Regions from separate parts of the Mus musculus genome. Here all the other regions are linked to region 2. Evidence: chromatin contacts called from public Hi-C and HiChIP or PLAC-seq data. All regions are on one chromosome and are shown on one strand. Each heading gives the region's core, a stretch centred on a gene start, on an enhancer-like site or on the middle of the called end of the contact. The rest is flanking DNA. Distances are from core to core; before and after follow the strand shown.

Region 1 (6,007 bases), core at 1,319-3,818, 420 kb before region 2:
CTACACACCAGGACAGCCTCACTGCTGTTTCAAAATTCACTTCTTGGCTTGAGTCTCTTGTAACTAGGATGGCAAACATGCCTCATGAATTAAGAGAACAAACAAACAAACTAGTGAATAGCAGGAAGATGTTACAGTCTATCTCCCAAAGCGCTCACAAAATCAAACAAAAAGTGTTCTGGTTTGTCTTCTTGTCATATCACATAGGTGGCTGGAGGACGCTGTAAAACAAATAACTTACATGACACAAAATCGGCCAAAGGGGCACGAGGCTGAAGTGACCGATAAGATGGAATCTTTGTGCCTTGCTAAGCTCTGGACAGACCCAAGAAGGCTCTCTGGCTTCCGCTCGCAGCCAGTGCCTCCAGAGCGTGGGAAGAGGGCTCACCTGGAACACCGTCAGGAGTGCTTGCGGAAAGTTGTCAAAGGTGCTTCGCTTGGTTTGAGTCTCGTCAAAATTAAACTTCCCACCAAACAACTGCATCCCCAGCAAGGAGAAGATGATGATGAAGAGGAAGAGGAGTAACAGCAGAGAGGCGATGGACTTCATGGAGTTTAACAAGGATGCCACCAAGTTGCTCAGGGAGGTCCAGTGCCTAAGAGTCAAGAGAAGGGGGGTAAGGCCAGGGTCCTGTGAGGGAGGGGACAGCCGAGCAAACGCCAGCGCACCCACGCCTTTACCTGGTCACTTTGAAGATTCTCAGGAGGCGCACACACCGGAACACGGAGACCCCCAGGGGAGACATGAGCTCCAGTTCCACCAGGATGGTTTCGGTGATGCCCCCACACACCACAAAGCAATCGAAGCGGTTGAAGAGGGAGACAAAGTAAGCCTGGAGGCCCAGGCTGTACATCTTCACCAGCATCTCACAGGTGAACAGAGCCAAGAGGACTTTGTTTGCGATGTCTGGAAAGGCAAGGGGCCGGTGTATTTTGAGTCTCCCTCTGGCTCTCCGTCTTCCTTCACCTTCCCTTTATCAGTGCCCACGGCAGATGTAGATGGCCTTATCCTGTCTCCTTGCTGCACCAGCAACGGGGAACATCCTTGTTGTTGGGCACACCCCAGCTATGAGTCTGTACAAGTATTCTGCTTTTTTTTCCTACAACTCAATTTCACCGACTATAAAATGGTAGAAGTGCTCACTATGTGAATTTCTGGACTTCTCACCACTAAACTCTTTGAAGATTTTGCATTAAGATCATACTATGCTTTTTTAACACTCCTATCTCCATACATACTTCCTCATACACAAAGACAAAATAAATAAATAGATAAACAATTGAAACCAACATTGATGAGTAACCTCTTATAGCACCCTAGGGTCAGGTTTTAGTTTTTATTTATTTTTGCTACCTGTATGGGGGACTGTGTATGTGTGTATGATGAACACATGCATGTAGGGGTGACCATATGCTGGCGCCAGATAAGATGTTGCATGTTCTGCTGTATCCATCTCTGCCATATTCCCCCGAGATACCCTCTCCCTGAACCCAAGCTAGTCCTAGTGATCCTCTCTACCCCAAGGAGCTGGGGTTCCAGACATACATTGCCAGGCCTAGCTTTTCACACGGGTGTTCTGCGGACCTGAAGTCAGCCCTTCATGCTTACACAGCAGTTACTCTGCTTACCCAGTCATCTCCAAAGTTCCAAAGTGTGTGTGTGTGTGTGTGTGTGTGTGCACGTGTGTGTGTGTAACAAAAAATGATGTCCCACAGGCTGAGAGTAGCAGAAGCGAATATACAGAAGGACAGCTCAAGAATTCTAAACTGTCCGGTCTAGAACGGGCTCTTTTGGAGATGGCCTCTATGTACCCCTGTTCTAGTCACTTAAAGTAGCAGAATCAAAATTACTGACCAAATATACTAAAGTGAGGGTAACTCTTCCAATATGGCAGGGAGAAGTGCCTCTCAATTCCAAAATTCCTTGGTCCTGGGCTATCTCAAGTTTGGGGCCTAAGTTAGCGGACACTGCATGGTGTGAGCTGTACATCTGTCCCAGGGCTTGCTTGAGTCTGAATGGTTCTTTACCATCTCAGTTAGTCCTACTAACTTATTCTACCACAGCTGGATACTGACCAGCAGTTAGCAGTTAGCTACTGACAAGCATCTCAAATTCAGAACAGAAGAACACCTTCCGGCCATACCTTGAATCTGTGTCAGCCAGTCTGGCTGATTGTAATGCTCAGAGGAAATAGTTAAAGTGTTGAGAAACACCAGGACAATCACCAGCCAGTAAAACGTGACAGACTTCACGGCAGCCCTGCACCTCCTGCGATTGAACCGGTTCCAGCGACGCCATCGACGGCTGAAAAACAAGCAAACGTTGCTCCCTAGACCATGGGTGAGTATGGCATCTCAGAGGCCGACCAACTTTACTGAGTAATAAAGGCTGACTCTATAGCGTAGGCAGGAAAGACAGGACCCAGCAGCACAGAAGTGAAGAAGAGGCCCCATGATGTAAACTGCTGGTCTGAACATATAGCTCTAAAAAGTATAATTGTGAAGGAATCGTGCTCTCACTTCCCCTCCGCTGGCTATAAATAACTGCAGGGTCTGACATATGCAGCCTGCAAGTGGGTTAGAGAACCCAGACATCCACAGACTCACGAGCAGATTCAAGGCTGCACCGGTACACACACGAAGCTCTTGTAGGCACCGTGTAGCTTGTGATCTGTGGAGGTCGGTGGGGCAGGACCACTCAGCTTAGTATATGTGTCTTGTGTAGCAGCTTAGTCGTTACAGAGAAACGATTTGACAGAGAAAAACAGTCCGTGGCCATAGCTTTCTGTTTAGGGAAGCCTTTAATCCTTTCTCAGGTCTCTGCCGTTCCTCTGGCGCCTCGTAGGTGTCAAAGCTGAGTGGGACATGTGTCTTCGTGCTGAGTCACCAGGTGCCCTTCCTAACTAGCAATGCTCAAAATATACCTTTAGGAGAACATCCAATATTGAGTCGTGTTTTCATAAAAATAAAATGAGCAGAACCAAACAGACATGTGACATGTCCCCGCCCACCTTCCCGTCTCTGTTTGTAATTAGAGGAAGACATTTTCTCCCTCTGCCTGTCTCCTTGTGGAAAACATTCTCCATCTCCTTGCCACAAGAGGACAGTTACGGACCACAGACCTAGAATCCAGGAACGAACCAGCCAGGCTGCAAAGTCCCTTTTCTCCTGGCCTTGCTTGCCTCAGTGTCTGGGAGGAGGGCACTTCCTCTAGGTATGACTTAGGAGGAAAATCTAAGCTGCCTCAATGTAGCCCCAGCTGGCTACATTGTAGCCCCGGCTGACTTGGCTGTGTTGCTATGTCAAACACATAGAACCCAGGAAGGCTGCAAAGGACAGGCTTTGAGTAGATCTGGATCCAGCAAGTTGTGCCTTGTTTTTATTCTGCTCTGCAGTTTTCAATGGGACAAATGGCACAGATAACTCTACTGAGGACTCTTAATAGCTCACAGCTGAGTTTCCTGGGATACATGATCCCATACACATAAGTAAGGTGGTCCCAAAATGCTATGCTTGGTGGGTCTACCTTGTACAGCAGTGATAAGCTACATGTGACTTCAACATCGAAGACCTCAGTGCTGTATCCCCTGGAAATGTGTAACACCACCAGCCTGACTCTCCTGGGCTCGATTATGTGTGGGTGGTATGAAAGTCTGCACTCCTGAACACTGGCTATGTAGGTGTCTGGTGCCGGTAACTGGAGATGCATATGGTACAGTTCCAGGGTTGGTGGCCTTGACAGGCATGAAGGGTGGTGGACAAATGACAACTGCAAAATTTACACCAAGTCTAGTCCCAGCTTTAAGAGAAGGGCTGGACCTCAATGATTAAGAGATTTCCTGAGGCAATTGAAAGTCTTCACGGAGGACACTCCAGGCCAAAGACCCTGGAGACGAAGGCACCAAGGCAAGACACCTATGAGGACAGGTCAGTCCAGAATGGCTACAGAGCAGGGGAGGAGTCCAGAGGAATGTTAAAGGCTGAGGCAGGGGATGAGAGGCAGATGCTAAACTAGGAAACAGGGCTGTGGTCTTTTGTAACAGAGACCCACAAAACAACTCTGTACTGGCTAGTTTTGTGTCAACTTGACACAGCTGGAGTTATCACAGAGAAAGGAGCTTCAGTTGAGGAAATGCCTCCATGAGATCCAACTGTAAGGCATTTTCTCAATTAGTGATCAAGGGCGAAAGGCCCCTTGTGGGTGGGACCATCTCTGGGCTGGTAGTCTTGGTTCTATGAGAGAGCAGGCTGAGCAAGCCAGGGGAAGCAAGCCAGTAAAGAACATCCCTCCATGGCCTCTGCATCAGCTCCTGCTTTCTGACCTGCTTGAGTTCCAGTCCTGACTTCCTTGGTGATGAACAGCAGTATGGAAGTGTAAGCCGAATAAACCCTTTCCTCCCCAACTTGCTTCTTGGTCATGATGTTTGTGCAGGAATAGAAACCCTGACTAAGACAAACTCATTAAGTTTTATTCAGACTCAGGTTGAGATAAAATTACTTGCAGCAGGTTTATTCTTTTTGAGGTCTATGCTTAGTCGGAATACAGACCACTTCCATCAGTCATGTGAGTCCATTCATGCCCCATCCCCAGCTCAGGACTACTGGTCTGTCTTCTCTGCTCACTGCTGTTTACTAACCAGAATCATCATATGTGTCATTTCGAGGCTTCATTTTCCTCACCCCAAAATGTTTTTGAGATTCATCAGTATTGCTAACATTATCAGTAATTAAAAAACAAAACAAAACAACCTAATGTTGTGTGTGTGCATGTGCACATATGTGTGTCTTGTGTAGGGTGCACATGCACATGGAAGTTGGGGACAGCTTGGTTGAGTTGCTTCTCCTCCATCTTTATGTGGGTTCTGGCGCTAGAACTCAGGTCGCTTGGCTTGCACAGCAAGCACCTTTCCCACTAAGCCCTCTTAGTGGCCCTCTCAGTAACACTCCCTTCTCCCTGTCACTGAGAAGTACTGTACCACATGGATAAATCACAACTGATCTGCTCACTGTACCATTTGATGGACATTGGGTTATTTCTACTTTAAAATAATTATGAATAAACCCACTACAAACACATATACTTTTAGTGTAAGTTTCTTTCTCTTACATAGATACCGTATAATTAGAATTGCTAGGTCATATCATTACTGTAGCTTTATAAGCGACTACTAAAGGCTTTTTCAAAATGATTGTGTCATATAACATGCCTGCCAGCACTGCCCAAAACACCCAGCAATGTCCTCCTCATTTCTTTGCTTATATACCATGCAGCTTTCTTCTTGTGAACTGTGTGCTGGAACCTTCTTTCCACTTTTATAGGGCTGTTTGCCATTAATACTGTCTCTCTACATATTATTTTCTTCACATATTAGATCACATATTAGATTACATATTAGATCTAGCCTTTTATCAAATATGACTTGCAAATATTTTGATCAGGTCTGTGGCTTATTCTTTTGATTTTATAATAAAATAAAGTTAGATGCTTTAATTCTTATGGGGATCAATCTATCATTTTTCTCTCATATGGATCATGTCCTGGGCAATGATCTTTAAGAAGTCTTTGTCTAACCTGTGGTCACAGTGCTTTCTCTCCCGTTTTCTTTCGGAGTTTCTACAGGGTGAGGTTTTATTTCTTAGTTTTATGACTACTGTTTGCATACAGCAGGGAAATGTCTTTAATTGAAAAGAACACATAAGAAGAGAACACAAAATGCATGTGGGGACTTACAAGATGAACACACAGCCTGCATCCAGGGCTGGAAACTGAACACTACTAGGTGCCTTAGACTCCTGTACCTTCTTTTGTGGAGAATCTTTCTGAGAAGTGACTGGAGGGTTGCTAAAGAGGCAAATGTGCTCCTGCCTAAAAGCTGATGCTCCGTCCTGCTCCCCGAGGCAGTGCTGTAAGACTTAAAGACTGACTGAAATCTGGGAATCCATGTTTAAACTCAAGTCTAGACCAATTCTACATAAAAGTCAGAATTTAAAACATAACATAAAAACC
Region 2 (5,643 bases), core at 1,508-4,007:
CCATGCACAGCTGAGTTTTGTGTTGTTGCATATGTGCTTCTGTGAGTGCATGTGTGTAGAGGCCAGAGAACCTCAGGTGTCACACTTCAGGTGTCACTCCTCCTGTGCCTTCCACCTATTTTTAATTTAATTTATTTTTGAGATAGTGTCATTAACCTGGAGCTTGCTAAGTTGGCTAGCTAGACTCGCTGGCCAGTGAGCCAAATGAATCTACCTGTTTCTGTCTTCAAGGTCACATACACCACATCACCGGGCTAAATCTAGGTTCTCATGCCTGGGTCCTCTGTAAAAGTAGCAAGGACTCCTAACAACGGAGCCATCTCTCCACCTTGGAGCTTAATGTTCTTAGAGCAGGGCAAGACACTGGTGTGCTGACATGGATGGGGTGGGGCCACAAGAACAAGAGTGGGAGAGAGGCTAGAGGGTTCATGTGCTCAATTTCATTCCAGTAGTGGAGGGAGACCACGGAGGGACAATGGTGGGAAGCAGCAAGAGTTTCCTCTGGCAACCACAGGGAATATGAACAGGGGGCTCAAAGAATCTTGGATCTGAGGGCGACAGGGGAACAAGAAGGGAGCTGGTGGCCAGGTTGGAACCCAAGGTCTTACTCCCAAGTAAAATGTGATTCATGAAGTATTGAATAAAGACCCTTGGACTGGAGAATTACCCCCAACAGTAGGATGTTGGCAGAATCAGGATTCTGATTCCAAAGGTGACCTTGGGGACCAAAGGCACTGAACTATGGCTGAAATCCATCATGAACTGAGCCAACCAATGTGGAACCCCAGGATAAAACAAGATCTTAGACACCTACAGCGGCCAAGAAGAAGAGTTAGGAACATCTTTACTAATATGGGTACATAGCAGTTAGCATTTTTTTTACTGTTATCACATGCATATATATATATGTATATGTGTGTGTGTGTGTGTGTGCATGTATATGCACACACACACATATATATATATATATGTATATATATATATATATATATATATATATATATATATATATATATATATATATATATGTATATATATATATATATATATATATATATATTACTAACTATAACCCACTCAGTCTGTAGAAAGTTACTGGTGTGTATGTTTTCAAGGTTGACCATTTGGTATTGGGTAACCACTTGGTATGCTCTTTCTGGGAGAAGACTACTTCTCCCACTCTCAGGATTCCTTAGTTGCCTGTAGATCTTTGTGTAGAGTTGAAAGAGAGCAAGGATGGATGTATGGAAGGGATTGGAGGGAGGAAAAGGAGGAGAGAAATGTTGTAACTATTTTATAATTTTAAAAAGGACATTCAGATATATAGAAATGAACATTCAGAAATAAAAACATATACCTCTCTAGCTTATGTTTCCATTCCCAAATAGATTATAATTTTCCACTGTGAAGAAGAGGTGGAGGAGGAGGGGGGAGGAGAAGGGAGAAGAAGAGAACAAGGAAGAGGAAGGAGGAGGAGGAGAAGAAGAAGAAGGGGAGGAGGAGGGGGGAGGAGGAGGGAGAAGAAGAGAACAAGGAAGAGGAAGGAGGAGGAGGAGGAGAAGAAGAAGAAGGGAAGGAGGGGGAGGAGGAGGAGGAGGAAGAGGAAGTTAACATCAGTGTCATTGGACAGGTGGAGAAATGAAGAACTGGACTAATAATCACTGCCCTCAGGTCCATGGGGTTGGAAGGCCCAAAGGCTTCTGAGGTTTGTTTGCCTCCTTGACCTGTTGGTGAGCAGAGGACAGAGGTGGCACTTGCCTTGCCAAGGATCTGATAGTGGAACACTCCGAGACCACAACACTCCAGTCCCAGGTCCAGCCCTTGGCAGTCAGGCACTAGGAGGGCCAGCCTCTTTGGGCAGAGCCAGCAGAAGCCAGGGGCTGTAACAAACCACACTGGCAGTCTCACTGGGACACCTGGGAAACAGGCCAGGCAGGGAGCGCTTGGGGGAGGGGTGCTCACTTGCACAGGGCCCATTGTCTCATGACTCTGAGTTTGAGCTCTGTGGAGGACACAGAGAGGACCTGGACCAAAGCTGTACTGGTGCCTTCCTCTGCCTCTGCCCAGCACCCACTCACAGGCTTGCCTTTATATCCTCTCTGTAAATTGCAACAACCTCCGCCTCTGGAAACGGTATTGACCCGAGTGTGTGTCATGGATCCAATGAGACAGATCCAACGAGACTGTGAAGGCAACGCTTTCTGTTACAGCTGCTCAGTCCTCTCAGCTCCACCAGATCTGGTAAGAGCAGTAGGTGCTAACTGTCTCTACAGAGGCAAACCCAGTAATCTCTCTGAATCCACTCTTGTCCGTTGGCTCTAGTAGTCTGAGACCAGCATACTCCTAGTAACTTCTCAGTATTACCGTTTCTGGCAGTGTATATTTATTCTCATGTCTGGGATCTTTTTGGACTGAGGATAATCTGCTGCAGCGCTACCCACCAACCCTGTAATCTCAATCTAACCTTGCCAAGCCTCAACCTTTTCCTTAGAAAAGTGCAATTACTGATTAGTATCTCTCTTCTCAGTCCTACCCAAGTCAGCCGCGGAACTCTGAGCCATGCTTAGAACCAGGAATAGTGGCGAAGTTACTTTGTTGCTACTGTTTGTGTGTGATTAATTCCAACAGGGCACTGTGCTGGGAGAGAGCCCCCAGGCCTGGCGACTTCCGAGAGTCCACTAAATGCGGGGCGTGGCCAGAGGCCACTCGTCGGCCTGGGGTGATTCGGCGCCCCGCCCCACCTCCGCCCCGCCCCCCATGGGCGGGTCCTAAGGAGTCTTAACGCGCCCGCCCGCAGCACCCGTCCTCGGTCACTGCTGGTCGCTTCCTGAGCCGCTGCTGGCTCTGTGTCTCTGTCCTCAGCGTTCTCGTCCTCGTCCTCGTCCTCGTCCTACCACGCCATGGAAGGTTACCATAAGCCAGATCAGCAGAAGCTCCAGGCCCTGAAGGACACAGCCAATCGCCTGCGCATCAGCTCCATCCAGGCCACCACCGCGGCAGGCTCAGGGTGAGCGCGCGCTTCTGGCGGGGCTGGGAGCCGGGTCCCGCGGCCTCCCTGGCTCCGTGTCGCGTAGCACGATGTCGCCACGAGGGCGCGGTCAGATGGCGGAGCCTTCCGCTGCTCCGGAGCGGCCGGGTTCGACCGCGTGGGCCTCAGGTCTCGCGAGCACCTCCAGCCGGCCCGGGCTTCCCGGTTCTCGCTGCGCCCGGGCGCGCCTCCTCGCTCTGCGGCTGCAACCCGGAGGCCACCATGACTGCTGGCGGGAGAAACCTGAGCACGTGTGGGCTCCAGCTCTCCACCAGCATGTTGGTTCCACTGGTTTGCAGATGGGGAAACTGAGATTCCGGCTTTATATCAGTTGTCCAAAGTCACAGTGAGAGCTGGAATTTCAGCCCTTGCAATGTAGGCAGAGAATGTGTGTAGAGCCCACCATTTTGCAGTAGACTGGGGGCCCACCCTTCTCTGCATCTCTAACCACGCTCCCCTCCTCGACACTTCTTGCCTCTCCTGCTATGTGTGGGCTGGGGTCCCGGTGCTGCTGAAGACTCCAGGGTGGGGGCAGGGAGGTGACGATGCAACACCAAGAGAGGCTTAGACCCGAGCAAGGAGGTTGGAGTGCGAGTCTGGGGAGAAGGGAGCTTGTAGAAAGAAGGGGCGAGGCCCACGCGAAATAGGAAGTTCTGGGCTAACGGTGTTTGCACACTGGGTGGTTTCAAGAAATTCTAAGGTCTCCATTGGGCCTGGTATGAGACCTTGAGACAGAGAGATCTGGGCTTCTTGGAATGGTTTGGGGTTCTGGGGAGGGAGATTTTAGGAACCCAGACAAACTGTGAGCTTAGAACAAAGACCAGGATTCTGGATTTTGGCCAGTTCCATACAGAACATATTATTAAAGGAGTGCATTTCTCTTGCCTTTTACCGTGGGTTCCTCCTTACTTAGCCCTTGTGCTTTTAAGACGGGATGTCCTCAGAAGGTTTGAACTGGGAACCCTTTGCCACCCAACTTCCCATGCATACTTTGGACCTGTTATCTGTCTTGGCTTTAGATTGCTGCCTATGATAGAGGGTGCTCCCTGCCCAATTAAGAGACCTGACTTCCTTTTCTCTGGATTTCCTCAGTGTCTGGCAGAGACACTGTCCTCTCTACCTAGCACAGAGTAGGTCTTCACATCCACATCGTTTATTACTTGTTCTTTACTGGCCCCTACATCTCCCTCCAGGTCTGAAGTCTAATCAGAGGGTCAAAGTAGTTGACTGGCTGGTACCTATGCAGCTGAACATTCTACAATGCTGGATACGCATGTAGACCTTTCCAGGATCAGGGAGAAACTAAGTGGGTATTCCTGGGCCACACAGCGTCCTGGGGTAGCATTCTGATAATCAGTTTATACATGAAGACACTGAAGTGTAGTACGTTGATTTCCCCAGACTGGTAATCAGTGGCTATTTAGTACTGCCTGCTGGGGGCCTGGCCTATCAGAAAGTCCTCTTGGGCACATGGGCGGCATCAGGCTGGAGGAGCAGGGAAAGCCAAGTTCAGTTGAAGAGAAACTAAGTAACATTTATGGCTCTTAGGAACTTCCAAAGCAGGGGTGGTCTCCAGGGGAAAAGGTTGAAGGTGGCTACAGAGTTACACTGTTTACATTGTAGCCTTAGGCAGTCATTGAACTCTGAAAGAATCCGTGTACAAATGGAAGTGGTGGGTATCCCATGCAAAGGCTAAGTGTACGGGTTGCCAGTTCGGTATATATATTTCCCTTGCAGAAAAATACTACTTGGAGAAATCTTGTTTTTCAGAAGGGAGTAGCATTGTTCCTCAACCCCTGTCACAAGAATGATTTTGAAATGTGTGTGCAAAGAGTGTGTGCGTGTACAGAAAGTGTTTGGGGAAGACTTGAGATGTGAATGTATTTTGGCTGTGAATGTTTCTTTGGATGCTCACTACAGTGAGAGTTCATAACGTGAAAGCAGGCTCAGTTCTGAAGTTCTGACCCAGTCAGTTGCAGACAGCTGAACTGGCCACCTAACCAGTCTGTTCCATCTTTTTGAACAATTTTGGGTGATGGTTTCAGGATGGCAAGAAGTCCTGAATGAACAGACTTCCCGTAGTGCCTCATCAGCACTGTAGACAATAGACTTACTTCACCAGGCCACAAAAATGAGTCCACTGGCTTCTGTGTGGGGAGCTGGGTGGACAGTGCGTCCACGGGTCAGACTTTCCCGGGTCTTTTTCTGCATACAGAGGCGGCTGTGGCAGAGGTCCAACTCATCCAAGCTTTATCAAAGAAACTCCAATGGCGTTGTCAGAAGTGGCCAGGTTGCTGTGGCTGCTAAGTGTTCTCAGCCCTCACTTGCAGGGCTAGGTTGTGTTAGCCAGATGGAGGCCAGTGCCACCTGAGGATGCATCAGAGTTGGGCCTGACTTAAAGGGGAAGTAGTCTGAGCTTTCAGCTAGTCCCTTAGACTTTGAGGAGAGTGAGTACCTGGGAGGATAGGGTAGACCCAGCCCTGGCTTGTGAGCACAGGAGACAGATCTAACCTAACCTGTCTCTGTTCTGAACAGCAGATGTATTTGTCAGGAAGTTTCTTAGAACTTCCATTTCTCCATCTTTAAGTGATGGGATATTACAAAAGTGGTTAGCC
Region 3 (5,608 bases), core at 921-3,420, 440 kb before region 2:
GTCAATACAGGCTCTCCTTACGGAACCCAACTCCCGCCCTGGGCGAGACACACACCTACCTTGAACAGCTGGACCCCAATGCATGCAAACATGAACTGGAGCAGGGTCGTGACGATCATGATGTTGCCAATGGTTCGGATGGCCACAAAGACACACTGGACCACGTGCTGGGGAAGGAACACACACAGAGGATGGGGGGCTGCTATTCTCTCCCCTGGTTTTAGCCGTGAGGTGAGTTAACACCAGGCCAGGGCCTCTACGTCAAGACGCACTTTGAGCTGAATTTCTAACTGTCCTAACCTCATGCTCTGTTTTCCTGGTAATCCACGGTGCGAGAATTGTGGTCAATTGGACGTGCACGTTTTTATCAATCTTGTATTGCACCTATCCACTCCATGTGTGTGCACTGTGCACGGGTGAGTGTGGAACCAGAGGACATCCAGAAGCTGCTGCTCTCTTCCACACGAGGTCCATGGACTGGACTCAGGTCGTGAGGCTTAGTGGCAAGCGCCTTAACCTGCTGAGCCCCCAAAACACCTTTCTTGGGCTTCCTCCAAAGAAGTTGGTTTAGTTGAAAGAAACCCCTCCTGCTCATAGGCTCCCCATCCCAGAAAGACTTTACAGAAATGTAAACCTTCCAGCCTGGTGTGTACTCCACATGAGAACATTTACAACTTAAACACAAGAAAAAGTATTGAGAAAGAAGTACCCAATAATTACTGTAATTATAAAAACTAATATCTCCAATTAACAAAAAAAAAGTAATTTCTGGTGTGTGTGTGTGTGTATGTGTGTGTGTGTGTGTGTGTGTGTGTGTGTGTGTGTTGTGTGTGTGTGTGTGTGTGTGTGTGTGTGGTGTGTGTGTGGTGTGTGTGTGTGTGTGTGTAGCAGTACATGTTATGTGGGTACATGCTCCCACAAACACACCTGTTCTTTGAGGAAAGCAGAAGAGGATATTGCATGTCCTCCTATATCAGTCTTGACTTTAGACTCTTAAGATGGAGGCTCTCACGGAACCCAGAGCAAGAACAGCCACCAGGAAGCACCTTCCTGTCTCAGGCACCTCACACATAGTGCTGGGTTTTCCAGTGTGTGAGAACACGCATGGCTTTTTACACAGGCTCTGGGAGCTGACTCAGCTCCGAACAAATGCTCGTGCTCGCGCTAAGGCTCAGCAAGTGTTCTTACCTACTGAGTCTTTTGTCTTTCATCTTTAGAATGATGGTATGTGGCAGAAGCAGCCTTTTTGGTTTTTCTTTTGGTGGAATTGTTCCACTCTGAAACCCAGCAGGCCTCAGTTCACCTCCAGACAAGAACAGTTAGTAACTGCAGCCATCCCCAACCCAAGACAGCCCCACTCAACAGAGAGGGTCAATACCTTAAGTCCCTTTGCTCTGTTGATTGCTCTGAGAGGCCGCAAGACCCTCAAAACCCTCAGAATCTTCACAACGGAGATGGCGCTGGACCTAAGGAGGGACAAAGCAAGCAAGCGGCTGAGTTACAGCTGGTTAGGAGCCCGGAGAGCAGTTGCTTAATGTGATCATCTCTTAAAGACACTTCACAACTGTGTGGAGTCTCTCTACTCCTTTATGCCATAAAGCGGGCCTCCTGCCTCCTGTGGGACCTGACAGAGCCCCTATTTTAGGCTTACAGTTGCCTTTTTGGAGAAATTTTCAAACTTTGTTATGTTCATGTAAACACTAGGTTCCTGACTTCTAGATTTTCGTGTTTAAGTCTGGGGAACCGTGCTTTGGTACCAGAGCTTTTCTGGCCTTCAAGTAGCTACATCCGGTAGGAGGGGTGAGCACGCACACCTGGGGGTGGGGGTGGGGAATTGCAGTATGCTCCTCCAAGGTGGGGAAGATATGGTGTGACCACAGGGGCAGATGAGAAGGCCTCTCAGGGAGGTGGTGCCAAGTGAGTCCCAAGGGAGCAGAGAGTTAGCTGACAGAGGGGGGCAGCAGCAGTGCATACTGAGGCAGCTGAGCCTCAGCACCCCAGATGTAGGGGTGTGGCTGGAGCACAGGCCTTGGGGATGGGGGAGTGTGCAAAGAAGAGAAGCCAGAAAGAGTGTGGACAGCTCAGAGCCGTGAAGAGACTAGTCTGGAGTTTCTACCGGGAAATGAGCTCAGAGCTTAGGTTCCCAGGCATCGGCCAGAGGGACAATGTCAGGCTGGACTCTGACTGGGTAAACAGAAGGACTGGCATCAGATAAACAAAACCCTAAACTTAGCACTCCTCAGGAGCGGGCTTTAGTCAGTCAGGAAAAGCTGCTACTTCCTTTATCTGTCCCCATGGTCAACAGACAATGGGCATGTAGCTGCTGACTTACCTGACCAGCCTATAACAGAACAAAGCCCCTTGCTAACTCTCAGGCTGTCCTTGCCCGAACCCACCCTCCTATCACTACCTGTCCCCACAAAGCTGACAAGGCTTTTCCTGCAGCCCGATGTTCTCTGCCCCTCGGCCTGACCCCCTGACCACCTCAGATACAGCCTAGGAGTTTGATTCCCAAATAAACTGTCTTTCTTCCCACAGAGTGGCCTAGTTCTGTGGTTTCCCAGTGCCTGGCTTACATTTCTCTTCAGGTTCCTAGAGCTAAGGGGCTGTGTACACGTGTGCACACATGGGACAGCTCGGGAGCACAGAAGCTCACAGGCCAGCAGAAAGTGAAATGAGGCCACAGAAGACACAAACTCGGGTGACTGCCCCGGGTACTGCACAGGGTAAAAAGGCAGTGTTCAGCTTCACCAGAGACTCTTAAGTGTCCCCAAGGTCACCGCAGCTGTCTATCCTGCAAGCACAGGGAGAGGAAGGGATCCCAAGAGACCACCAAGGCCAAGCTTTGCCTGCAGTGAAGGAAAACTGCCACCCTGAGAAAGGATGCTCGAAGTCTTGGACCAGGCCTGAGAAGAACCCTATTTGTCCTCTACTAGTCAAACTGTCTTTCTTTCATCTGCTGTTGAAAGCTAATTCTGAAGAGAATCATAAACTCAACCTAGCAGTAGGCATAAGGAAAAAGAAAAAAAAAAAAAGAAAACAGAAAAGGAAAACAGAAATAGGAAAATACAAATGGCCCCAGCTCTTTCTGGCCCAGGGCAAATTAAGCCGTTCTGGCTGTAATCAGCAGACAGTGCCCAGCCTGAGCAAATTAGGTCTAAGTTCCCTATGTAAACTCACTCTACGGACACATAAATACTTACTGAATCCCAAAGGACACCAGCGACACCCCAACAACCAGCATGTCCAGCAAATTGAAGTAGTTCCTGCAGAAAGCCCCTTTGTGCAAGAAGGCTCCAAAAGTTGTCATCTGTAAACAGAATCGCGTGGCGTTTATTCTCTCTCCTCCCCTCCAGGGTTCAAAACCAACCGAGCAAAAACCTGGGCTCTTCCCAAACTCTTGGCAGAAGTATGACCTCATTAATGGCTGCACACAAGGAAGACAGATGCACACCAGCAGGGCTGAGTGACTGTGTAACTTCCTTCAGCAGAGATGGAAAGAGGCAGCCAAGTGTAGGCACATTTGTAAAGAGACCAATTCAGAGTTTATTCAAATAGGAACAGAACTCTGGCACGTCCAAAAAGCCTGTGTAGGGAGGGACTGCTCCTGACTATGTTTGTGGGAAGGCCTTCACTGCTTCACACCCGAGCTTACCTATACAGTGCTGGTCTGACGGCTCTAAGGCCACAGAGCACAAACGAGTTTCATTGAACCTTCTCGGTGGGAGCCAGAACTCCTGATGTACTTTCCAGCCTTAGTGGCTTTCACACTCCCAGCTCTGGTTACTCTCTAAGCATTGGCTACAGCAAGCAGGCTGTTGGGTGACATTACGGCCAAGCTAGTCTTGGTCCCACTGAACACCTTGTTTAGCAACAACACACATAGTGAGGTTTCTACTGATGATAGGAAGAGCTCAACAAGGAAGTTCTCTGGTGGGAAAAATACAGTGGGCTGGGCGTGGTGGCACACGCCTTTAATCCCAGCACTCGGGAGGCAGAGGCAGGTGGATTTCTGAGTTCGAGGCCAGCCTGGTCTACAAAGTGAGTTCCAGGACAGCCAGAGCTATACAGAGAAACCCTGTCTTGAAAAGCCATAAAAAAACAAAACAAAAAAACAAAACAAAACAAAACAAAAAAAACCAAAACAGTGGTAAATAGCCCAGGCTTTTATTTGCCAAAGCCCAGAGTGAGTAACAGTTCAAACAGGCAGACAGAAAAGCAGAAACTCAATCAACCAGGCTAATGGCTCTATGGAACACATTCCCTAATTCAGCTTGAGGGAGAGGCAGCAAATGGCAAAAACCAAGAACCTGGAGCAGGGACTTGGCGCATTTTGTGCTGGTTTTTTTACCACGTAAGCCTTGGCCACTGCTCTGCTCAGCCCCAGTGTAGAGGAAACGAAAACCAAACCCACTGACCTACAGTTAGGCAAGAAAACCCTAACTTTTATAAGATTTGAACATATTTGGAAAGGGTGGTTTTGAACGCATTGGCAACATCAGTGCCACAACAGGGCAACTCCCTGTGTTCCTTAATTGGGGTTTTGTCAGTGGAAGCTTTTGTGAGGAGCCCAGTCCCTAGTTGCCCAACATAAAGAACTTGTTTTAGATGCACACACATAAACCTCAAAATACTTCAAAGGCAACTGTAGTAACTTCATTTCCCAGCTTCTCCTCATAAGGAGTTGGCTGTAACAACAGCATCTGAAGGCTTAGCTTCTGGAGGCTCCTAGACCTCTGCTGTGTCTCAGGAAGGAACTCCCCCATGGGGTACTCACAGTCGGGACACAACACACGCAGTGACACCACCTGGTAGGCCATGCACGGGCAGTTCATTCAGATACACCTTTGCTCTGTGCAAATGTAAGCCCGTCCCATTGAAAGAGACACAGAACATCTCCACACAAGTAGACCCAGCATAGCTTGCAAGACCCATTGCAAGAGAGTAGTGAGTTACTATTCAAGGACACAGAAGCCACCATGTAGTCCCAGGAGCAAGGGGACAGTGTCTCCTGCCACCTCACAGGTGCTTTTCTTCTCACTCTGATGTCAGGAAGGGGAGAAGGACGTTCACACAGAGTGCTATATCCATTATTAGTGAACCAAATTCAGAGGATTTTTTTTTTTAAAGAACAAAATGCAATTCCAACTAGAATGTGAAGCCAACATAGCTTCTACATGCACTCAAAGTTAAAGAAAAACTGCAAAAACACGTTGGAATGGCCACAGGTGAAAAAAAAATCCTATAGTTTAAAAAAGTTCAGCTTGATCACAGAAGAAAAAAAAAAAGCTCAAAGCACTTCACGCATCTCTCCTGTGCTTGAAGCACAGGAGGGGCCGAGGTCAGAGGAGCTGGCCGGCCTGTTACCTTTAAAATGATCTCAAAAGCAAAAGTACCCGTGAAGACGTAGTCCGCATAACCTAGTATCTGGAAGGGAGGCAAAGAACGCAACCATTACTGCTGTGGCTGCATAGAGGAGGGTCAAGGAGAAATGTATTACCTTTAACAGGATTTCAACCGTAAAGATGGCTGTGAAGGCATAGTCAAAGTAGCCCAGTATCTGCAAGGCACAACACACAGCAGTCAGCCCAAGGATGCCAGATTCATG
Region 4 (5,339 bases), core at 941-3,440, 510 kb before region 2:
AATTTTTAAACAAACTAAACGTATCTAAGTTTTACCTGGTTTGCAAGTGCGGTACTCTTCCAGTTTACAGTTGCCCTTAATGTGACAGAACTGACCGTCTGAGTGATGGTCTCTTATGTAAACTGGCATCGCTTAACAAAACGATCCGGTCCCACTCCCCTTGTCGTGACCACTAGTGGCTGGGTTCTGATGTGTACCATTCAGAACAGCTCCACAGAAACCAGGAACCAGTGTGTTGGGGGAGGGGGCTCAGAAATGGATATGCCAGGCCCAGTGGGTGTCTGATATGCTAGACCAATGGTTGAGGTAATGACACAGGCGTGGTGACTGTCATCACCTTTAACCTCTCTCATGTCTGCAGGCAAAGGGGCATGGGCATGCACCCTGGATGGGAGACACCAACTCCTGGGCAGCCCTCTGGCCTCTGTGCAGGCCAGATATACTGTCTTCTGAGGCCGGGCCTGAGCATGTGACATAGCACATGCCAGGCCGCTCAGAACCTGCTCCTACCAGGTTTATGGCTTCCTTGAGGCATGAAATCACTTGTACAAAAGTCTAATTGAGCGTTTTTCTCCCAACTAGTGCCTAAACTTTCCTAATTATGAGGCACTTTATCCCTGGCCCTCCCGTGCCCGTCTCTGGCTGGAGCCAGCCTGCCCTCACTGGGCTACAAGGTGGTAATGCAAATCATCTCATCTGCCAGGTCCTCTTCCTCTCGCCCAGGGTCTGGCTCCTCGTCACTGTAGCCAGGACCAAAGTCCTGGAGCTCATAGTCCTGGCGGTGGGAGATGGGGCCCATGTCCCCATTGGCTCGAGGACACACACTGCCATTGAGCAGGGTGCTGGCAGCACTTTCCATCTCGTCTATGGTTAGGTCACAGGCATCGGCAATCTCATGTTTTGTCGCTGAGACAAATTTGGGGTCCCTCGCGTAGCGTCCCAAGCCTTCGGATATCAGGACCTGTATAGGAGATAGATCGATGGCATGAGGGAAGGTCTGCATCAGCTCTCAGTGCGCGGCATGCTCTGGGGACGCTGTCAGCCATGCTGCTAAACTTTATACACGATGCTAACCATAAATGAGCTCAGCTCTGTTGGTGTCGAAAGCTGAGTGGCTCCACAAGGCTGAGCAAGAGAGAAAGCACTGGGGACGTAGCACAGACTGGCACTGCAGGATGGGACTCTCTGGTGGGACTTGGCAGTGCCAGCTGGTTTTCACTCAGGCCTTAAATGCTGCCGAGAGGCCACCCTCGGGTGGCAAGGCTGCAGAGCCCACCACTGCCCCCTCCCCATGTGATCATGGCTCTGTTTCTGCTGCCACCTAAGATTTGTCCAGAGGTCAAAGGCCACCCATACTCACTGCCTCCACCAGGCTGTCTGCACTCCTCTGCTTGTCGCTGTTCTTGTTCCGGAAGCTGCTGGGGACAGTCAGACTAGCTGGCGTGAAAGTCCTATAGGAGATGTCGGGTTCATCTGTGTACCAGGAGCTTCGGTGTAGGGATGGCAGGCTGCCATTGACCTGGTCCATAGATTCTGAGCGGTCCACCTGGATCAAAGGGGTGTAGCATGGGCTCCAGTCTCGGTATGGAGGGGTTGCTGGAGGGGTGGCCCACGACCGGGTAGAGTGGCTCGGTGAGTACTTCTGGGCTTTACTGGAATCTAGGCCTGCAACGGCCATGATCTGAGCGGGAGAAGCAGAGAGAGGTCTGAGCCTTGGTCCCAGTCTGGCACATGGCAGCTGTGCAGAGATGCTTCTCAAAAACCTGGGGGAAGATGCCTGTGTAGCAGAGGCCACTCAGTGAGCTGGCCAGGGAACCAGGGATTAATAAAAGACTGGGATTCCGGGCTGGTGAGATGGCTCAGTGGGTAAGAGCACCCGACTGCTCTGAGTACCCGACTGCTCTTCCAAAGGTCCCGAGTTCAAATCCCAGCAACCACATGGTGGCTCACAACCATCCATAACGAGATCTGACTCCCTCTTCTGAAGACAGCTACAGTGTACTTACACATAATAAATAAATCTTTAAAAAAAAAGTTGCACTGTCATGCATTCATATATACGAATTGGCAGCCAAACTTCATAATGTGAAAGTGAAAAAAAAAAAAAAGACTGGGCTTCCTCTTTCTCCAAGCCATAGGGCCTTCTCTATGACTGAACTGTCAGTTACTAACTTACGTAACCACTTGGGGATGAGGAGGGAAGATGGATAAGCTGTGATGTGTGAACATACTACCCAGGCCTCTCCAGGCTTCAGTACTGAAGCACACTTCAGGGACTCTGGCTCATTCAGGACAACAACCATGTCTCTCGGCTCTAAGGCCTGCCATCCTGCAGTGAGTGTGCCCTGAAATGCCGGGCACAGTCACGATTCTCACATGTCCCTCATGGGAGAGCCACCTTGAGATGTCTGCTAATGCCGGTTTGCACTGACACTGTAGTTGTAGCCAAGGAATCCAGGACAACCCAGGCCAGTGGCTGAGGTAAGACTTGGGATTCTGCCCTGTGGGTCACAGGCCTCTTTTAGACCTCCTTGGCTGTCTGAGGTTTGGCATCGAGTGATCTGGGTTTCCAAAAAGTTTATCTTTCTTCCATGATGATACAGGCAAATGGGCTCAGTGGTTGAGCTCACTAATTTATCTTCCAGAGGACCCAGGTTCAATCCCCACTACCTACATGGGTAGTTTATAACCATCTGTAACTCCAGTTCTGGGGATCTGATGCCTTCTAAACCCCAAGAGCACCAGACATGCCTGTGGTGAACAGACACATATGCAGGCATGTAAAATAAAGTAACTCCAAAACAAATATTTTAAGTGCTGGCAGAGGTGACTAGAAAATCTGCAATGGCCACTGAGTACATATGGGTTAGAGCTTGGGGTCAGAACCTCACAGAGATCCAGATCTGCTGGCTGGCTGGCTGGCTGGCTGGGTGCAGGTTTCTGACATCTCCCTTCATCAATCAGCCCACACAGCTCTTCTGATGAGATAGTTCAGGAAATATAAAGACCGTATGTGTGGTGGTTTGGCCCAGAGGGTGGCATTATTAGGAGGCATGGTCTATTGGAGGAAGTGTGTCACTGTTGGGGTGGGCTTTGACAATCCTGTGCTCAGGCTCTGCTCACTGTGGAATGAGCACCTCCTCCTGACTGCCTTTGGATCAAGATGTAGAACTCTTGGCTCTTCCTACAGCACCATGTCTGCCTGTATGCTGCCACGCTTTCTGCCATGATGACAGTGGAATGAACCTCTGACACTATAAGCCAGCCTCAATTAAATGTTTTGCTTTCTAAGAGTATAGTTGTCATGGTCATGGTGTCTCGTCACAGCAACGAAATCCTAAGACAATATGTATGTATTCATACATATCTACACATATATATGTAATGCATGCATACCTCTATCCTTAAGCCCTGGTGAACAGGCTCAGTTGCCTTTCATGTGAGCATGTGGGCCCCCTTAACCCACTCTCATGGACAGAGGGTTCATGCACAAGAAGCTGCCCAAGTGGCTTGATGGTGGAACCACCTCTCTGAAGGAATAATTAGTAGCAGCAGCCATCAATGGGACTCTTATGAGTGTCTGTAATTGCCTTAACTCAGACTATACCAGTGTCCTCTGACAGGAAGCACGGATCCAAGGATGCCCGGTCCACCCTTTGCTGCATGTGCAACTCCAGCAGAATGGGCCCTGGGGGATCTACCAGGAAGGGCTGCTCAAGGATAAGCAGATTAGAAGGGGCAGGCTCTTTGCTTCCTCCATGTGTATCCCCAGGGGAGAGTGCATCCCAGGTGGGGCCAGAGCAGCTCACCTGCTGCTGCATCAGGTGCAGGGGCAGGGCAGCGCGGTGAGGCAGGGCAGGCGATGGAAGGACATCGTCTTGGCTGCTTTGCCTGCGCAGACACTCAAAGTTGAAGGAGGACCTCCGATGGGCTGCGGAGCAAAAGCACAGGATGCTGTAGTGATATAAATTCTGTCTGGACAATGTGTCCTGAGAGTCAAGACTACTTTCTGAGGCATTCAGCAAGGAGGCCAGGAAGAAGCAGGCCACATGCTTCATCCAAGAGAAACAATTACATAATGCCCCAACTAGGGATGGGAAGGCTAAAAGGAGCAAGCCAGCTGTGGGACGTTTCGATAAGGGAGCAATGAATCACTTCAAATGTTTGCTCTCAGGCAGCCCAGTGGAATCTGTGCTAAGTTACAAGCCCCGGAATGTATTGTAGAGATCCATTCTAGAATCGTAGACGCACCATGCTATCCTATCTCTGCCCTACAAACACTCTGCATCTTTCTGAGGTCCCCATATTTAAGCCTCTGTTTTCAAAATGAGGGATTCCGTCAACCAGCTTAACCGGGGAAAATAACCAAATTCTTTGCCTAGAAAGAACCCACCTTCCCTAGCCTAGATGTGAGTGTATCTAAGTACTTGCTGTGTGCTGACAGCAGTTGCAGATAGAGGCTCGCTGATGGTCCACAGCTTCTGGGTTTATAGTGTACCAGGCTTAGTGTTCTGGGATCCTTTGGCAAAGACAGCCGAGTCCTAGAAGCTTGTCCACCCTGTCGTGGGCCTCAGGGAGACTCCCTCCCCATCCCCGACCTGTGCTCTGCATTACTCCAACTGTACTTTCTGTACTGCTAGGCTTCTGCAAGCCCTCGGTTAGTGGATCCTCAGACACTGGACCAAAGAGGCCTCCCAGACACCCTGGACTTCACAAAAAGCCAGGTCCACGATGAAGAACAGGCCAAGCCTGGTCATTGGCTGGCCAGCAATGGCCAGTGGAGTGGAAACAGTCAGTACTGAGGGGTATGCCAGGGCCTCCCAGGTGAGCTGGTACTACTTATAAAGAGGACCACGCCTTGCCTGCTAACCAGTGCAACCACAGAAAACGGCCCTCTCGGTCGGCACAACCTCTAGACCCTAAGACCTAGGCAGGCCAGCTGTTTGGAATTGGAAGAAAAACAGCCCCTCCCATCCATTCAGGATCTACTGCTAAAATAAGCCCCGGGTCCCCTCATCCAGTGAGCTTTGCACTACAGCCTCTGTAAGACATAGCTCTTTCACTTATCTGCCCTTACCTACTCCCAATGGCTAAGCATACAGGCCAGTTTAGCCATGTTCCCCCTCGCCCAGGTCTGCAAACTGGACTGCCCTGGGACCAGGGCACTCAAGTGTCCCCTTGGCCATGTAGGTGTGGGATAAGTGAAGACACAGACCTGGAAGAGGGGTGGCAGGAACCAAAGGGCAAAGACCCCTGCTGGGCCTCACTTACACCTGTTTCGTTTGGTATCTATGGATTAAGGAAAGGCTTCATTTAGCAGCATGTGTTTGGGGCTAATT
Region 5 (5,413 bases), core at 1,985-4,484, 400 kb before region 2:
TGCCTGTATGGAAATACCTTTCATAGGAAAGCAAGGTTTCCCACCACAACCACCACCACGTCCTGTCCCCAGTCTCACCTCCAGTCTACTGTACCTGGGATCAACTTCAGGCGATGACAAAAAGGGTTACTCCATTTTAAGTAGAATTCTATCATTTTCTAAAGTGCTCATTACCAAGAAGTTAAATGATAGTCCCTATTGAAAACGTTTATTTGAATAAAGTTACTGGTAGAAATGATAAGATTTTTGAAAGTGACCGGAAAGTCTGAAAACAGTTACATTCCAGGAGCCCACTTGTCTGGGTCCAGAATTTTGTGCTGCGTGAACAAGAGAAAATATAACAGTGTTTGTATAAAAAAATGTGCATTTAATACGTTGTTGTCCTTTGCCTATGAAGGAAGAGAAATAGAAAAACAGACATGCTTCTATCTGGTGCATCTGAAAGAGCAGAGCACAAGGTTGGAAGTCTGAGGACAGAGCCTGGTGGGTTCAGTGCTTGAATGAGGTCCCAAGTTTGGATGGCATGCATTCAAGGAGGAAAGCCAGGCATGTGTGGTTACAAGCCTATAACCACAGTGCTAGGGGAACGGGGACGAATGGATTCTAGGACTTAGTAAGTAGCCAGACTAGCCAAAATGGCAAGCTCCAGGTCCAACAAGAGACCCTGTCCAAAAAAAAAGAAAAGAAAAGAAAAAGATGGGGATTTTTAGAGGGGTCAACTGGCTCTGGCTCTGCGTGCACACACGGTACCTGCCTATGCACAGAGGCATACAATCCTCTTTCCTGCCCTCTCTTGTGCATGCACTTAAAAACAGAGGGAAACAATGGACAGGAATGAAGGGGGAAGAAGTAATAAAGGACAGAGTGTTTTTCCCAAGTGAATCACTTTGTACAGTTTTGACTTTTGGAACAAAATGTTCTTTACATTAGAGATTTTTTTAAAAACAAATCAACTATAGAGTGGAACAAAAATGTCCGCACATTGGAAGTTGATCAAAACAAGTTCATCTGCTTGTGCTGCAGATAAATCCCAGAACCGTTCTGAAGGACGTAAATATAAGCAGCTCACAGACCATCAGTCCTGGCAGGTCTGGGGCAAAGGGAAGGAATACAGAAATGCTTTTGGTTACAGAGGATTGTTTTCTGGATTTGGGTGGGTGTGCATGCATGAATGGTCGTGTGTGTGTGTGTGTGTGTGTGTGTGTGTATGTGTGTGTATGTGTGTATGTGTGTGTAATGTGTGTGGTGTATGTGTGTGTGTGTATGTGTGTGTGTATGTGTGTGTATGTGTGTGTGTATGTGTGTGTGTGTATGTGTGTGTGTGTATGTGTGTGTGTATGTGTGTGTGTGTGTATGTGTGTGTGTGTATGTGTGTGTGTATGTGTATGTGTGTGTATGTGTATGTGTGTGTGTATGTATGTGTGTGTGTGCATGTGTGTGTGTGTATGTGTGTGTGGGGGGGTTGTGTGTGTGTGTGTGTGTGTGTGTGTGGTCATGTGTGTGTGTGTGTGTTGAGTATGAATGATTCTGAAACTACTTTAGAAGCAGGGCAGGATTTGGCATGAGCAGTGTTGATGCTGGAGCTCTCACAGTGGAGAACAGCAAAGGTGGGGCTGGAGAGGACTAGGAGGAACCTTCTGAGGGACCAGATTATTCCAATTCATGGAATTTTCAGAGGCTCAGAGGGCTGAGGGGGTTGAGAAAAGTGAACTTGTGAGTGCTGAGATTACAGCAGTGTACCCTGTAATTGGAACTGGTACAGCTGTAAATTTAGGATGCCTAAATAGTTTGCTCTAAAGGCCAGTGTCTAGCTGTTTAAAAGATGCTGATGTCTAAGCACACGCTTCTCTGTCTGTCTGTCTGTCTGTCTCTCTCTCTCTCTGTGTGTGTGTGTGTGTGTGTGTGTGTGTGTGTGTGTGTGTACACAAATGTATGTGTCCCCAACCCAGCCACAAAACCTTCACCCTATATATAATTTGTTCTGCCACCAAGATGTTCTGTGGTAAAGGTGGCACAGAAATTGTGGGAGTGGCCAACCAATGACTGGTCTAGCTTGAGATCCATGTCCATGCCTGACACTGCCTGGAGGACCAGGAACCAGAGGCTGGATAGCCCAGAGATTCACACACAAAAGAACAAAATAAGACGGGGGAAAAAAAGTCAATGAACTTCTCCCTAATTCTATTCTAACTCATTTATCATCAGAGAGGCTTCGCCCAGCAACTGATAAAAACAGATGCAGAGACACACAGCCAAACAGTCAGCAGAGTTTTGGGAATCCTGAGGGAGGAAGGATTGTAGGAGCATGAGGGGTCAAGGACACCACAAGAATATGGTCGACAGAACCAACTAACCTGGTCTCATAGGGCTCACAGAGACTGAACCGACCAGTAGTGAGTCTAACCTAGGCCCTCTGCAAATGTGTTATAGTTGTGTAGGTGGGTGTTTTGTGGGACTCCTAAAAGGGAGGGGACTATTTCTGATGCTTTTGCCTGCTTTGGGGGCCATTGTCCTCCTACTGGGTTCAGCCTTAATACGAGGGGAGATGTCTAGTCTTACTGCAACTTAATGTGCCATGTATGGTTGCTATCCCCAGGAGGCCTGTTCTTTTCTCAAGGGAACTGGAGGAGGAGTGGATAGGGAGGGAGGAAGTGGGGGGCATGGAGGAGGAGGTGTGGAAACTGTGGTCAGGATGGAATATATGCGACAACAAATTAATACAAGTAGAAATTTAAGTTCCAGTCCCATCTGCTGCAAGGGCCTAACAACAGTCTCCCTAGTTAGTATAAGAACACTGGGCGCCCACATCTCCATTTCTCAGAATATTCCTCACTCAAGGGCATAAAAAGGCCAAATGTCATCCCACCCTTTGAATGAGGAAGCACTGAGACAGAGGACTGCCCACGTGCAAAGCCAATCTGAAGAGCATAGTGAGCCTCGGGCCAGCCTGGGCTATAGTATGAGATCCTGACCATAAAAAGCAAACCATGAAAGACCCTGTAACTGTTCTAGTCAATTGCAAATGTATGCTGCTGCCAGCCCAGTCCAGCCCGCTAGTTAGAACGTACGCTCCTAATGAGAGTTGACTGACTGTTGTCAATTTTCTTCGGGTATTTTAAGTCTTTCTCTCCCGGAATGTCCACTTCAAACAGGAATGCAAGAAGGCTAAGTATAAACACATGCACCAGAATACATCCCTACGGGAAAGAAAGCCTTCAACTACTGGGATCATGTGTCCCAGCCCAGACGTGCCATCTGGATCAGCCTCCACCGGCAGCCTGCCATTCCCTGTGTGAACACAGGCCTCATGCGGTGGATTTTTTCATGGCTGGCTGGTTAGAAAGCCATCCATTTTATTTCCTCTTTAGGGAGCTATCACTCAACAAGAAATCCCCCTCACGGTCCAACAGAACTACTGTGAGTCTTAGACTGTCCCGTCTATGTGCACCTCATCTGCTATAACAGCTGCTGTATTTGTGCTGAGCAATCCCTAGTTCCCACTTCTACACAGGCTCAGTAAGTCTCTGAGTCATGGAGGCACTTTGTCATTGACAACCAAGACCCAGGTATGTTCCTGTCCCCTCCCTTAGAGAGATGCCTTCAACAGGCTTTGGCATTCTCACTAAGGCATGCTCACTGTGAGGGAGGGTACTGAGACTCTGTGAGGCCAGGCACACAAGCCCATCTCGCTGCTGAATGCCTCTCCTCAGTAGCTCATTGTGGACACATAGGGAGCAAGGGCAGGGAGCAGGTGCTTAGAGGGACGAGAATCAAAATAGCTCAGAGGGGCAGGCATATAGGTGACCACCTATATATAGTCAATGGTAGACCACCTGCCTAGGATGCCCAGGTCCTAGGTGTAATCCTCAAGACCACCAAATTCTAAACAAAGAGTCATAAGTCACTTCCTTTCTGTAGGGCAGAACATTGATAGTCTTGCTACGACGCTCAGGCTCAGACTGCCCTTTAACTTGTGCCTGCTGGGCTGACAGAATCCCAACCCCTGGCTCTGCATTGTATCCTCATAGGCAACAGGAATGGCAGAAATTGGAAAGTCACTACTAACTTGGCTTTTTGGGTGTCATGTGTGAAGCACCGAACCAGGCAGGGAGAAAATGATGGTGGAGCAGCCAGAGCATTCTGTAAACGCAGATGACCGGCTAGCTTTAGCGTTATAGGAATGTGGTAAAAATACCAGTTTCTAAGGCCTCCATTTTCTTACACTATAATTTGAAAAGGGGCCCAAGGGACTTGTCCTTGCTGACACAACCACCCTTACCCTGAGGTCGCTACTACCTCTGCCTTGTTTATGCTAATCCGTGAGGTCAGACACACCAGTGTGATCATTCACCCACTGTAGACCTTTCTTCCTAGCCCAGGGGATGCTTCACCTGCCACCTGCCACTCAAATGTCCCTTGCTTTTAGGAAGGAGTGACAGGGTGAGTGGATGTGGGGAGCTGGTACTCATTCTCCGAAAGGCCACAGTGGGAAAGGAGACAGATAGGCTGGGTCCCCAGAGACCAATGGGGTTCGAAAAACCAAAAACCAAACCAAACAAACAAAAAGAAAACAGCAGATTCCAGTACAACTCCTGAGAGCCCAGGTTCCCCACAAAGGAAATGGGCTACCTTGGGAAGCAGCAACTTCTCCGAAGGGGCACAGACAGGTTGAAATGAATGGATACTTAACACGGTCTGTGTCTTAGTCAGGGTTTCTATTCCTGCACAAACATCATGACCAAGAAGCAGGTTGGGGAGGAAAGGGTTTATTCAGCTTACACTTCCATACTGCTGTTCATCACCAAGGAAGTCAGGACTGGAACTCAAGCAGGTCAGGAAGCAGGAGCTGATGCAGAGGCCATGGAGGGATGTTCTTTACTGGCTTGCCTTCACCTGGCTTGCTCAGCCTGCTTTCTTATAGAACCAAGACTACCAGTCCAGGGATGGCACCACCCAAAAGGGGCCTTTCCCCCTTGATCACTAATTGAGAAAATGCCCCACAGCTGGATCTCATGGAGGCATTTCCTCAACTGAAGCTCCTTTCTCTATGATAACTCCAGCCTGTGTCAAGTTGACACAACACCAGCCAGTACAGTCTGCAATAACATCTGTCTTCTCCAGGCCCACAGACACTCTGCGTGCACCCTAGCGAGCACCCTAGGGAGCACCCTAACAAATGTGAATGGTAGTTCTCATCTCCTCGGCCTCATCCATGACCTAGAAGGGAAAGCAGGAGGACCACCTGCTATGAACAGGTCTCCTCTGTCATTTGGCTCCTCTCCCAATGCAGCAGTCTGGCTCCCTCCTAGACCTGGTAGACAGGATGTCTGGAAGCATCAACACTAGACAAGATGAAGGGGCGCACGAGTTTAGCAGAAATGGTGGTATGCCACTCCTCCATCCTCAAGGCCCC

Evidence for each region. A called contact is a pair of places that touch in the nucleus more often than the background predicts. HiChIP or PLAC-seq counts read pairs in DNA pulled down with a chosen protein or histone mark.
Region 1: an H3K4me3 HiChIP or PLAC-seq map of bone marrow-derived macrophages shows a contact between it and region 2, with 4 times the contacts expected there. The contact joins the enhancer-like site here to the promoter of Tkt in region 2. A contact is called at or near these places in 6 of 39 promoter capture datasets (the C10 cell line, embryonic stem cells, frontonasal cranial neural crest and 3 more), 3 of 484 Hi-C or Micro-C datasets (bone marrow-derived macrophages and embryonic stem cells), 12 of 115 datasets of contacts at active chromatin or transcription factors (the HPC-7 cell line, T-cell acute lymphoblastic leukemia, bone marrow-derived macrophages and 8 more) and 1 of 9 other capture datasets (liver).
Region 3: a contact with region 2 is called in an H3K27ac HiChIP or PLAC-seq map of extraembryonic endoderm stem cells. The contact joins the enhancer-like site here to the promoter of Tkt in region 2. A contact is called at or near these places in 2 of 39 promoter capture datasets (hippocampal neurons and pre-B cells), 1 of 15 datasets of contacts at CTCF or cohesin (pro-B cells), 1 of 484 Hi-C or Micro-C datasets (bone marrow-derived macrophages), 5 of 115 datasets of contacts at active chromatin or transcription factors (T-cell acute lymphoblastic leukemia, epiblast stem cells, extraembryonic endoderm stem cells and 2 more) and 2 of 9 other capture datasets (liver and pancreatic islet).
Region 4: a contact with region 2 is called in a Hi-C map of bone marrow-derived macrophages, with 16 read pairs. The contact joins the enhancer-like site here to the promoter of Tkt in region 2. A contact is called at or near these places in 1 of 484 Hi-C or Micro-C datasets (bone marrow-derived macrophages), 9 of 115 datasets of contacts at active chromatin or transcription factors (astrocytes, cardiomyocytes, embryonic stem cells and 3 more) and 1 of 9 other capture datasets (pancreatic islet).
Region 5: an H3K4me3 HiChIP or PLAC-seq map of craniofacial prominence shows a contact between it and region 2, with 5 times the contacts expected there. The contact joins the enhancer-like site here to the promoter of Tkt in region 2. A contact is called at or near these places in 6 of 39 promoter capture datasets (the C10 cell line, embryonic stem cells, frontonasal cranial neural crest and 3 more), 3 of 484 Hi-C or Micro-C datasets (bone marrow-derived macrophages and embryonic stem cells), 9 of 115 datasets of contacts at active chromatin or transcription factors (the HPC-7 cell line, cardiomyocytes, craniofacial prominence and 6 more) and 2 of 9 other capture datasets (adipose tissue and liver).

The regions. Positions count from the first base shown.
Region 1 is chr14:30,122,638-30,128,644 of GRCm38.p6, forward strand. Cacna1d (calcium channel, voltage-dependent, L type, alpha 1D subunit) reads right to left here. Exons shown (of 47, transcript NM_001083616.2): 12 at 2,145-2,305; 13 at 682-907; 14 at 389-596. Among named protein-coding and RNA genes, the nearest start is that of Gm52106, 53 kb to the left of the region's middle. Within about 2 kb of position 2,569, at least 68 of the 459 cell types and tissues checked have an H3K27ac peak or open chromatin away from gene starts, as enhancers often do. A contact at or near this core is called in bone marrow-derived macrophages and double positive thymocytes, where this site is marked.
Region 2 is chr14:30,546,374-30,552,016 of GRCm38.p6, forward strand. Tkt (transketolase) reads left to right here and starts at 2,758. Exons shown (of 14, transcript NM_009388.6): 1 at 2,758-3,007. The coding sequence starts at 2,901.
Region 3 is chr14:30,102,286-30,107,893 of GRCm38.p6, forward strand. Cacna1d (calcium channel, voltage-dependent, L type, alpha 1D subunit) reads right to left here. Exons shown (of 47, transcript NM_001083616.2): 21 at 5,501-5,560; 22 at 3,204-3,310; 23 at 1,379-1,466; 24 at 60-167. Among named protein-coding and RNA genes, the nearest start is that of Gm52106, 32 kb to the left of the region's middle. Within about 2 kb of position 2,171, at least 33 of the 459 cell types and tissues checked have an H3K27ac peak or open chromatin away from gene starts, as enhancers often do. A contact at or near this core is called in T-cell acute lymphoblastic leukemia, extraembryonic endoderm stem cells and liver, where this site is marked.
Region 4 is chr14:30,041,406-30,046,744 of GRCm38.p6, forward strand. It overlaps Cacna1d (calcium channel, voltage-dependent, L type, alpha 1D subunit), which reads right to left. Exons shown (of 47, transcript NM_001083616.2): 45 at 3,810-3,931; 46 at 1,361-1,681; 47 at 1-961. The coding sequence ends at 668. Among named protein-coding and RNA genes, the nearest start is that of Gm52108, 8.5 kb to the left of the region's middle. Within about 2 kb of position 2,191, at least 19 of the 459 cell types and tissues checked have an H3K27ac peak or open chromatin away from gene starts, as enhancers often do. A contact at or near this core is called in bone marrow-derived macrophages, where this site is marked.
Region 5 is chr14:30,144,652-30,150,064 of GRCm38.p6, forward strand. All of the region lies in intron 8 of Cacna1d (calcium channel, voltage-dependent, L type, alpha 1D subunit), which reads right to left. Among named protein-coding and RNA genes, the nearest start is that of Gm52106, 74 kb to the left of the region's middle. Within about 2 kb of position 3,235, at least 15 of the 459 cell types and tissues checked have an H3K27ac peak or open chromatin away from gene starts, as enhancers often do. A contact at or near this core is called in craniofacial prominence, where this site is marked.